Regions from separate parts of the Anser cygnoides genome. Here regions 1, 3 and 4 are each linked to region 2. The links are chromatin contacts, called in public Hi-C maps. All regions are on one chromosome and are shown on one strand. The core of a region is the stretch at or near the end of the contact, and the rest is flanking DNA. Distances in the headings are between cores, read along the strand shown.

Evidence for each region. A called contact is a pair of places that touch in the nucleus more often than the background predicts.
Region 1: a Hi-C map of liver shows a contact between it and region 2, with 2.3 times the contacts expected there. The contact joins two enhancer-like sites. A contact is called at or near these places in 2 of 7 Hi-C or Micro-C datasets (both in liver).
Region 3: a Hi-C map of liver shows a contact between it and region 2, with 5 times the contacts expected there. The contact joins two enhancer-like sites. A contact is called at or near these places in 2 of 7 Hi-C or Micro-C datasets (both in liver).
Region 4: a Hi-C map of liver shows a contact between it and region 2, with 3 times the contacts expected there. The contact joins two enhancer-like sites. A contact is called at or near these places in 2 of 7 Hi-C or Micro-C datasets (both in liver).

The regions. Positions count from the first base shown.
Region 1 is chr2:139,796,230-139,798,929 of Taihu_goose_T2T_genome, reverse strand. No RefSeq gene overlaps it. Among named protein-coding and RNA genes, the nearest start is that of PTDSS1, 33 kb to the right of the region's middle. Within about 2 kb of position 1,384, at least 2 of the 3 cell types and tissues checked have open chromatin away from gene starts, as enhancers often do. A contact at or near this core is called in liver, where this site is marked.
Region 2 is chr2:140,173,090-140,175,789 of Taihu_goose_T2T_genome, reverse strand. No RefSeq gene overlaps it. Among named protein-coding and RNA genes, the nearest start is that of MTDH, 36 kb to the left of the region's middle. Within about 2 kb of position 1,284, at least 1 of the 3 cell types and tissues checked has open chromatin away from gene starts, as enhancers often do. A contact at or near this core is called in liver, where this site is marked.
Region 3 is chr2:139,907,703-139,910,402 of Taihu_goose_T2T_genome, reverse strand. No RefSeq gene overlaps it. Among named protein-coding and RNA genes, the nearest start is that of CPQ, 10 kb to the left of the region's middle. Within about 2 kb of position 1,387, at least 2 of the 3 cell types and tissues checked have open chromatin away from gene starts, as enhancers often do. A contact at or near this core is called in liver, where this site is marked.
Region 4 is chr2:139,858,265-139,860,964 of Taihu_goose_T2T_genome, reverse strand. All of the region lies in intron 1 of SDC2 (syndecan 2), which reads right to left. Among named protein-coding and RNA genes, the nearest start is that of SDC2, 14 kb to the right of the region's middle. Within about 2 kb of position 1,269, at least 1 of the 3 cell types and tissues checked has open chromatin away from gene starts, as enhancers often do. A contact at or near this core is called in liver, where this site is marked.

The DNA of each region.
Region 1 (2,700 bases), core at 135-2,634, 380 kb after region 2:
AAAAGGTAGGTAAATTGAAGTAACACAGCTAAATAAAACGAAGACCAGAATAGAAATGGGGGTGGTGTCACCTCACTCCTGTTTCGTTTTTGTGTAGTACAGCGTGTTTTCATCTGTAGGGATTAAGAAATGTGGATAACATTTTTGGATTTACTACAGAAGCACTTTTTTTTTAGCGAGTCCCATGATAATTTTGTGGTTACAGCCTGGGAACTGAAGATCTGGGATCTTACTCTAATCTTTGTCTTCAGCTTCCTGAGGAAACATAGACAAGTCACTTACCCTTTGTCCCCGTTTCTGATCTTCAACGTGAACTTACTGACCCCCCCCCATCAATGTTGCAATGTCCTATGCATTGTTTCAGAGAAATTCCTTTGACATTGGAGTGGTGCAAGGAAAAAAAAAAAAAAAAAAAGTACAGCATGAAAGGTCGTTAGTGGTAATGACGTTACTGCTGTGGAAAGCAATGGGCCCCAATGAACAACACAAGCTGCCTGGACCTGGAGTCAACAAGGGGAACACTTCAGCCTGAGATGTTTTGGGTTGTTTAGAGAACATCGCCAGGAAATCGCATTTCAGCTCTAACGCAGCTGGTTTCTCCGCCCCGATCTCCGTGCCACCACTCCAAATGCACTTGAAACGTGGGCAAACGGAACATGCAGATCCGGATTTGTGATCCAAGTACAGCAAAGTCAGCTAGTGGGCAGAGCCACGAATGTTCAACGAGTTCCAAGCACCATTTTGCATCACCTGCTGCTCGTACAGCACAGAGCGGAGAAAAAAAACCAGCACCAACCCTAAATGTCTCTGCTAATTCAATACAAGGTCCTAGTTTTCTTCCAGATCATTTATTTAATTAATGGAAATGTTCCCTTTAGTGGTACTTTTCACCATGTTCTTTTTCCTGTCCATTGAGAGCTTTGTGAAAGCAAGTACTGAAGTCAGGCTACAAGGACACCACTACAGGTTTCTACTGGTGGTGACCCTGTACAGAGGAGATTCAGAAAAGCAAGGACATCATGTTTTGTCCCAAGGAATGAGAGCTGTAATTTCTTCCCCCAGCTCCCCACAGGCAAGTTAAACGATCTAGACTTCTTTTTCTCTAGGTCAATAGGAACATCTCAAAGCTGACAGACAGAAGTCATGGTAAATGGTACAAGTCAGGTGCCCCATTGAGGTTTGGGACTGAAAGGATTTTCGAAACCTTTAAAATAAATGCTCGATGACAACTGACTCTTATTGGAAAAATGGAAATTCTTTGGGGATGGCATGAAGTCCTGAACGCCCACTGAACTCTTCCAAATTCTGAGCCACATAAAGACGCGAGGCAATATTGATCTGCACAGCGGCTTCCCTTTCCCAAACCAGGCTGCAGGGAGGAGAGACGGGCTCATCTGAGCAAGCAGACGAGCTCAGAGCTTCGCTGCAACAGGCTGAAACGGAGGCGAGCCTGGTGCGGCAGCGCTCCTGGGAGCAGAAACCAAACCACCCCTTCCAACAGCGGTCACCCTGTCCCACCTCGATGCCCTGCACAAAGGGCAGCGGTAAGAGGAGGAGAGCCAGAAGAGCCCTGCCCAGGGCTTCAGCCCAAAGATCTTCTGCAGAGAGCAGAGCTTCCTGCAAACAGGGAAGGTACTGGGACAACAAATTGGTAGTCTGTACGCTTGGTAGCAACCAAAATAGAAGTCTTTCTCTCGCTTATTCTCCGAAGACAAGAGCTATCATTTCACGTTTTAATTAAAAGCCTCCCCAAAGCTACTCATTTGATTTTATTTTGCTTTGGTTGTTCTGCAGCAAGTTTGACAACACGGGCACTTTGCAGGCCTGCTTGTCTGGCACATGTAATTAAAGTCAACAGGAGTTACGAAGCCTTTAAAACTGAGCCAGGGTGGCTAAAGCTGGCAGCCCAAAATTAGAAGCAACGTTTGAAAATCCAGGTCCCATTCTCTGTGTTTGTGTTACAGCAGCACCTAGAGGCTGCCGCTCGGATTCGTGTCCATCCTCCTGGACACTGTGTGCATACAGACAGACTTGGACGCCTTCAAGCACCCAGACACACAGTAGTCACTGTCACAGAGGCTACACTCAATCAGGCTGAGCGTTTTGATGAGATGGCTCACCTGATAGATATATATGTACATACACGAGAGCATTTTATGCATTTTTTTTTTTTAAGCAAAACCCACTGAAACACTGAATTGGAGGGCACAGCAATTGCAGAACATACTCTGGATGACATCCATAGGAATGCTACTGCTGTAAATTCCCCTACTCCAAAACGCATTAAATAAGCTATCCAGTTATTTCACGATCATCTGCAAGCCGAGATCCATGAAAACTATGAAAATTAAATCCATGTGTATGCTTAGTATAGTCTGGCACTTACGTTGTTGCTGATTATAGGAATTCAATGTTTACAATTTACATTCTTTCCCAGACTTTTTTTTTTCCCCCAAATTGAAGTAAAAACTCCCTTGGCCTTATCATAATACAATTTAGACTGCTGAGGGCAGCACGAGTGCTCCTGTGTGAGAGAAGCGAAGTCCAAGCATGAGACACCGATCCTGGTCTGAGCAATGAAGGAAACACAAGATAGGATCCAAGTTAAAGATATAGAAAGGAGCTGGGAAAAAATGATTGCTACCGAACATTTCCAAAGCCCTTTGAGATAACCACGGCTTGGACTCTTCTTTAAAGCAT
Region 2 (2,700 bases), core at 35-2,534:
ATATCCTACTGCTAAGCAGTTCTTTGATACCATCAGATTCTATCAAATCTATCACTGATTTTAAAAGCAAACAAACCCCGGGAGGCGGGGGGTGAGGGGAAGTTTGTTGCTTCTTTCAGTTCAGACTCTTCAAACATCAGCTTCACTATTTAGTCTACAATAATGCTGTTCGACCACAGAAAATAATGTTTAGTTGCCTTCTAGCCAGAGAGAATTTCTTTCATGGCATGCCTTGGATTATGTATCTATGATATAAAGAAATTATTTTTCTTGGCACAAATTTCTTTCATTTTTCCTCAGTATTCCTTTCCAGAAGCACATCTAAGAGACGTCTTATGACTGCCTTGCATACTCTGCAGTCAATGATACCAGAGGGACTACCAATTTTGTTCGTTTCAGATGACTTGCAGGTTTTGTGTTACCCTGGGATTATAGATAGCCTTGAGCCATGGAGTATCCATCAACATCTCTGCCTTGTATAATGAACACTAGCTTCTGTCTTCCCACAGCTCAGCACCTGGCAGTACAGCCTTGTAGAAAACACTCAATTCCACCTCTTTCCTCAGCATATTTCTCGGTACAAGTTAGTGAGGCTGTTTATATACACTTCTTTGCATCCACTGCCTCCAGGGAGATGGGGTATTTTTTTTTTCTATCTTCTTGCTTTCATCACTAGACAAGCGCAATAGTAAAGCAAATATAAGCTGTATTAGGTAGACCTGAGATCGGATTTTAGTTGTAAGCTTGGATACAAAGGTCACATGCAGAAAACAACACAATTTAAATATATCAAATACTATTTACTCGTTATCTTTCACCTAGAATCCTGAGATTTTGATCTGTTTTCACATGTAAGCATTCAGTGTTCAGAGCAATATTTGCTTACCTTTTGAGCTACCCTTGATCTGAAATGTAAACCTTACCTGGGATCCTGTCCATCAGGATGGGGCCATGCCTTCCTAGGAAGCCCTGCCACCTTCTGAATCTTGTTTTCTTTGCTGTCCTCATTCTTGATACTACCAGGAGTCAGGTTTTGGGATTCAGGTATAAATGATGGTTTTATGTGTAGAAACCTGTGGTGATCTCCCTCTTTTCTTGCTTATCCTAGTGGTATTTGAATGTTTTAATGAGATACTGCTGGCTTGTCCTTAAGGCAGACACAAAAACTACTTTGCTTGTTCTGCCCAGAAGATCACAGCCCTTCAGCAGTAGGAGTACACTCACATTAAATATATAAATTATTGGTTATATACACATTCTATAAAACTTCTGGCATGTTACAAGTGTGGACAGCATATGCAAGAAATTATTAATGTAGATATCAAGCTTGGTAATTAGTTACTCTGTATGTATATGTGCATGACTCCAAGACTGTGTACACTTGTTATTGAATTTGTACAACTTGGGTTTCTTTAACTTCAGTCTAGGGAAACTTTGAGTAATAGTCGTTTACTTTATTCTCATCTCCACATTGACCATATCAGATGACAATAATTCAGAAATGGTTATGTGAAGTAGCTGGTGTGTATCAGTTACTAACAGAGTGTGGGCTGGTATTCAGTGTGCAAGTACACCAGGTTTGGATGGGAGAGTCACTAGACGACAGATTTTGAATGAGTCATAAGAGCATGGATTTATTTTCCTGAGCTTAGTTGTGCATCCTTTGTCTTTGACTTGCAGTGTGAGTTGGAGATCTCTGTAACAGTTGTCACAGCTCCTTATCCCGTGAAGAACCGAAGAGCAGGCACAGGTCCCAAACAACCACAATGCCAATCGCCTTGATATACCTACTGGAGGGGCTGAGAAAAATGTCAGCCACAACTAACCATTACATCTCATTCAGGAAAGAAAGGAAAGATGATTATACCTACATACTTACGAAAAACTGGACATATAATCATTATAGTCTTGACTGTATAGACACAAACTGTCTGTCAGAGGGGATAATTTCACCTCTGCTGCAGTATGTAACTTATCATCCCATAGGTACTACAGATATTCCTCTTCCCATCTATCCTTTCTGGACAGTTTGTTTGCTTGTTTGTTTATTTATTATTTTTTATTTTTGTCCCACTGTTCTAAAGCTATTTGAATATAATTAGTTATACCTATTTTCTATAATATGACCTTAAGTTCATTCCAATTTGTTACTATGGCAGTGACCGGAAGTCAAGAAGAACTTTTCTACAATTCTAGAGAAAAAAATGAACAAATAAACAAAACAAAACAAAAAACAAAAAACAAACAAACAAAAAAAAACCCCTGTATTTATTTCAGCAGTGCAACATTCTGCTTTTCATCTGCTAGTTCTTCTGCTACATCTTTAAACTCTTTAATTGCTCCTTGAATTTCAGGCTCTGTGGACTGTGATTCAGAAACACTGTTCTTGATGTCAGCTTCTGGGAAGCTGACAAGTGTGTCTTTTCCCATTTTATTGTGTATTGGCTGCTCACTCAGAGTCAGTGTCAGTCTTGGAAATGAAAGATTCTTCATGGCTCTTGGGTGAAGAGATTTTAATATTGGAAGAACCTCTTGAGAAGTACTTGTTTCTTTAATATATAGATTTTTCTAGGCTGCTTGTTTATTCTCTATGGTTTTCTCCTTTATTTTTTCAAGTAAGGGCTGATGAAGACAGTCTTCAAAGAAAATAATGTGTTCTCTGTTGTACTCAATTTCTCTCCACATCCTCAGAACAGTAAC
Region 3 (2,700 bases), core at 138-2,637, 270 kb after region 2:
CCTTATGAAGGAATTCAATTATGAGCAATTTTTCTCAGGAGCTCTCTCCACTAAAGCTATGGACCTTTGTTCATCTCAATATTTTCATGATTATAAAGTCCAGGTTCAACTTATTCAACATATAACTGTCCTCAATGTCTTTAAATCCATTGATTCTTCTAAAAATGCAAATAAAATACGTATTTTCTTCTTGGTTATATGGACTTAGAGTAAATGGTGTTCTCTGTCTTGCCACGTACCAAAGCAATATTTTTTTCATGACACCTTAATTGCAACAGTGAGTTCCAAGTTCAAAGGACGTTCATTGCAACCCCAATGTCCTGCATGAAAACACAGTTACTCCCTGGGCTCCGGACTGGGTTGAGCTGTGTTGAACATGGTACAGACTGTCTTCATGAAGGGTGAGCCAAGAAAATATCCATCTACTGGAGGCAGATGGAAGGCTGAACAGGAGTTTGACTTCCGTAGGTAATGATGCTTTGGTCAACTGCTAGACTGGGAGAGAGAGAGTTCCTGGAGTGGCAGATATGAGACAGATGGACAGAACCTGAGTGCCAAAATAGGTTGTTACCACCTAAAAATACCTAAAAGTGAGAGGATTTTGGTTTCGTTGGTTTTGGTGGGTTTTGAATGCAAACAGATAAAACTCCCAGCTCCGTACAACGCTGCATACTTTACCAATACCTTGTTCTAGGTTTATCTACAAGATAAACCAAACTGGCCACTCAAGTCAAGAAGAGCTGGTATATCATTAATCACTTAAATGCAGAAAAACTGTGATTCTGCAAGAGAGTCAATGTGTTACAATTAAAAAATAAATAAATATTTATGTGGCATCCATCTGCAGGGTACAATGGAAAAGTTTGTTCACCTCTTCTGAACCCCCACAGTAAATATTTACAAGATGGCATGGTTCTTACTCAAATTTGTAAACGTCTGTCTGACCTCAGTTTGAAAGGTTTGATACACATGTTGCAAAGATCCTAAGAGCTTGTGTATGGAATATATTGCTTTTTTTAAGACCAGGTATGGTATTTCTTGGAATCCAGAAGAACCAGACCTGAACAAGTCTATGGAGTTTCAGAATCAACATTAAAAGTCATATCAGGAAAGGCTGAAGTAAAATTCCACTGAGCTTTTAGTGGTTGAATGCATTATAAAAAGACTGGCAGAGAAAAATGATGATTTCTACTGCCAGGGCTGTTACAAAAATCAAACTATGAATTGGGAGAAATCACATGGCTGAGCACCGCTAACCAGTTTGAGAGGATAAAAGAAAACTTTAGACTCTCTGACAGCTCTTCTGAAGGAATAAAAATCTCTCTTTTTTTTTTTCTTCATTTTCAGTCCTTTTTTGATAAAATCACTTAGAAGCTAAAATAAAAAAAAAAAAATATCAGGAAAGCTGGTACTCTTCCAACCTATAGAAAATGAAAGATTGAGACATACTGGTTTCAAAGGCTTAAAAGACACTGTGGTTGAATCCCTCAGTCAATAAGGCAAATAACAGCTATAAATTGAGTCAGCTGGTAAATAAATATTTATTTACCATTTTTAGCATAACAGAAAGGCAAAACTAGAATTAAAGAGTGTAAGGTAAGTTTTGTGGTAATATAAATATGTAAATAGTGTGTGCTCCTGCAGAGCAAAAAGGACAAATTTGATTATAAAGTTTATGTTTAGTTACAAGTAAACCAATGAAAACTAATTTTCCTCAGGAAAATAACCGAACATATGCAAAGCAAGGTAAAAGCCGATGCTTTAAAGTAAGGTTTCTTGCTGCTGCTTTAGTTATAGTCAATAACTTAAACCGATTGTGATCCTCAGGGAAGGTTTTCCTCCGAGATGGAGCTCAGATGATAAAGATTTTCTAGAATTGCTCCTCAGGCCTTGCATCGACAGCATGAATATCACAGCCCAGAAGTGAGGCACCAGGTCCGAGCACAGCCCTCCCTTCCAGCTTTTCAGCCTGGACAGAAGTTAAACCGTGCCATCAGCAGCCTGGGCCTCGGCCCCAAGAGCTCTTCCTTCACAAGAAGCTTTTCTTCCCCGGTCAGCATTAACTCAGCCGGCACCGTGGGCTGGTCCCGAAGGACGCGCATGTTGCACTGCTCCTTCTGTGACAAGAGGCTCCTCGGTTAGTTCTGCGGTATTGGAAATTACAGGGATGAATGAGGAAAACTGAACTTTGGGCTGTTTTACATTCTTTCAGTAGTATTTAGCCCGGCGGTTGTTGACTTCTCCCCGGCTGCTATATTTAGAAAGGGGTGTAGGAGGGAGATGAGCGTTAGTATTATGGGCTATGACACAAAAACATCAAAAGTAAGTCTGTTCCCATTTCTCTTTGGTGTCCTCTGGAGAACTGCAGTGTTTACAGAGAGCTCCAGTTCCACCACAGGAGTTCAGGAAAATGGGCACCAAACTTTGTTTGGACTTTAGGACCACGTATGGCCGTACGAAGGGGGTGTGAGTAACTAGGACACACATTTTTCCTCTGCAGAGCTGAGTTTCCCACCGCTAGATAAGCTTCAAATAGCTGCCATGCCTGGTGGAATTACTGTTTCTTATACGTCAGTGCCGGGTTCATTTTAGGATTAAAAACAGAATAAATAAATAAATAAAAAATCAGAAGCTTCCTCTGCATTCAACAAATCAACAAAAGTTCCATGAGAAAAATTGCATAATGCCCCAGAAGAAAGA
Region 4 (2,700 bases), core at 20-2,519, 310 kb after region 2:
GGACAGAGCACAGCACAGAACTGATTGCATCAACACCCTCCATGTACCAAAAGACAACAACAGCAACAAAAAAAGAATAAAAACAGAAGTAGAAGGAATCAAAAGTTATGGTTACAGCAGTTTTTCTTCATTTTTTCCATCCTTCCAGGGAAAGCTGCCTCTCTCCCGTCCATTGCTGCAGCCACTTCCAACACGTGAGTAACTTTCCTGGAGTGATACCACTTGGTTGTGAGCAGTCACCAGATGAAAGATTTTCAGCACATGAAGTCATGCTGTGGCTCTCCTCTCTCCCTGTGTCCCACAGCCTGACTTCCTCAATGCCCTCCATACCCACAGGAGATCAGCAGCAGCAATACAGCAGTACTCCATCTCCTAAATTCTCAGCAGGGAAATGGTTAGGGTTATTTTTGTTTGTTTGTTAGCTCAGGACAGATCCCTCTGCGCTGAAAATACAAATGCCCAAATATATTCTGTTAGCAACAGTTTCAGCTGAGGTCACAAATAAACAGAAGTCGGCACTCAGCTACGTTTTCTTCCATAGGAAGTGCCAAGAAACCACCACCGGAGTTCTGGGCTACTTCATCCTAACTTGTGCTCATTATACTAGAAACACAGTGTATTTACAGTGGAGCAATCCAGACCTTTATCACAGAACTAAAAAAAGTAATTTTAAGTTCATGAAATATGAAAAAAATTACAAGAATACTTGACGTGATGTCTGTGGTATTTTCAGAGACTGGCTGTAATTACAAGCACGCTAAGGAGGGTACGAAGGGACAGATCCATGGATGTTTTCAAAATTGGGCTCCTTACCAAAATACATATTTACTTGTTTGACCATGATGCTGCCAGAAGAGACACACTGTTCTTTCAGAAAACATCACCCATTGCACAACTTTCCCCAAAATACACTTTCTTTTACTTTTGTGCACACCTTACCATACAACAAACACAAGCATCTAAAATACAAGAAAACAGACTGGGATTCACAAACCACCAGAGTTTCCTAATCACGGGGTTCTTCTCCCAGCATCAGAAAAAATAAATCCTGCGCTGCTTGGCATGCCAACATATTATTTTAAATAAGTAGGAAGGCTGAATGAAAGTCCCCCTTCATCTCCCAAACCTCAAGAGAAAATGAAGGAGTTATTTCCAGAGCACGTACTCAATGACCACCCAGCAACGCGTATTCATTTTGGTCAGGCTTCACAAGTCCCACACCACACCTAATGAACGCGCTGCCTTCTGATGCCTCTTCCACCGCCAGCATGAGAGGATTAAAAATACATATGGAAAAAGAAAACAAAACAGCCCTGAAAAATTCTTGTATGAATGCCTCTCCCTTTAATTTCCCTGGTGTTTGTTCCTGTTCCCTTGGAGGAAGCTGTCACCTCAAGCGAGAGGTCTGCCTTACTGTTTCAGCAGCTACTTGTGTTGTAAGGAAAATAAATAAATAAATAAAATAAACGAAAATGGGATTTTTTAAAGGGGAAACGTGTGGGATGTCTGCTGCAGGAGCAGGCACTTGGCACACCCGATCTGTCCCCACTGGCAGAGTTCGGCCTATGCAGTCCAACTATCGAAGCCTGGGTGCAACCATGTCTGTTGTGGCCTACACCACTTAGTCTTCTGCGCGAGGGATACTTGTTATCGGGTTACCTATTTCTCCAGACACTGGCAGAATAAAAATCATGAGACAGAAAAGCTCTTAGTCAGTCGTTCATGCTTCCTCACTGCTGAGCGGTTTCTTCGCTTCAACAAGCGCATCTTCCAACATGGTCTCTGCACAGCAAGTCCAAGCTAGGCGCAACTTAGGAACAATAAAAGGATAAAGCAAATGCTTCGAAATAACCAAACAGCTGACAGCTGGGAAATACAGAGCTCATGTTCTACCCGTACCTTAACTCTCGTCCCATTTCTTTGGGACCTATCAGCGCTGCTCAGCGCGTACTCTCAGCTCTGGAAACATTTCACATTGCTGACCACAAATGAAGTGACACAGATGTGCTTTTCCATACGCTGGCTGCAGAAGGCTCTGTGGCCAGGGAAAGGCGAGGTTTCCAGTCATGGCTGGAGGCCAGGGGGATGGGGCAGCCATGCAGAGGGCGCTGGTGGTGGGGCTAGGGCCTCCTGCACAGCCCTGCAGCTGGGACCTGCCCGCCCGCCCCACCTTCCTCAGGCTTTCAAGTTACTGTTGGACCACCTCTTAAATATGTATCACACCCCTGTGAGTCAAGTTTCAAGTTGATTTCCCCCCCTCACCCCCCCCCCCCAAGTCCTTTTGCTCCTTGTTCTTGCCTATCCTAACCAGAAAGGGGATGGGGCAGGTGGCTTGCAACAGGTGAAGTTACACCTCCACGCAGTGAGGCTCAGCAATCAGATCAGCCTTGGCCTTGTCTTCCATGATTTTTAAATCTCTCACCCCTGCTGCCTTTGCAGACTCCAGCTTCCCAGTTCAACCTCCTGTTTTCTGATACTGTTGTGACAGAGCCTCTGCAGAGGCAGACCTGGGAAGATAGCCCTTTGCCTTGAAGGAAATCCACCTTACTGCTCTAGCACCACCCCCCCAAAAAAAATAAAGCCCAGGACTAGTTTTCTTTGAGGAGGAACCTGCTAAGAAAGGCTCTGTATCAGAGGATGACTCCTAAAACTTTAGTCACAACCCCAAACCAGTAATTTCTCATGGTCTTCATTTATTTC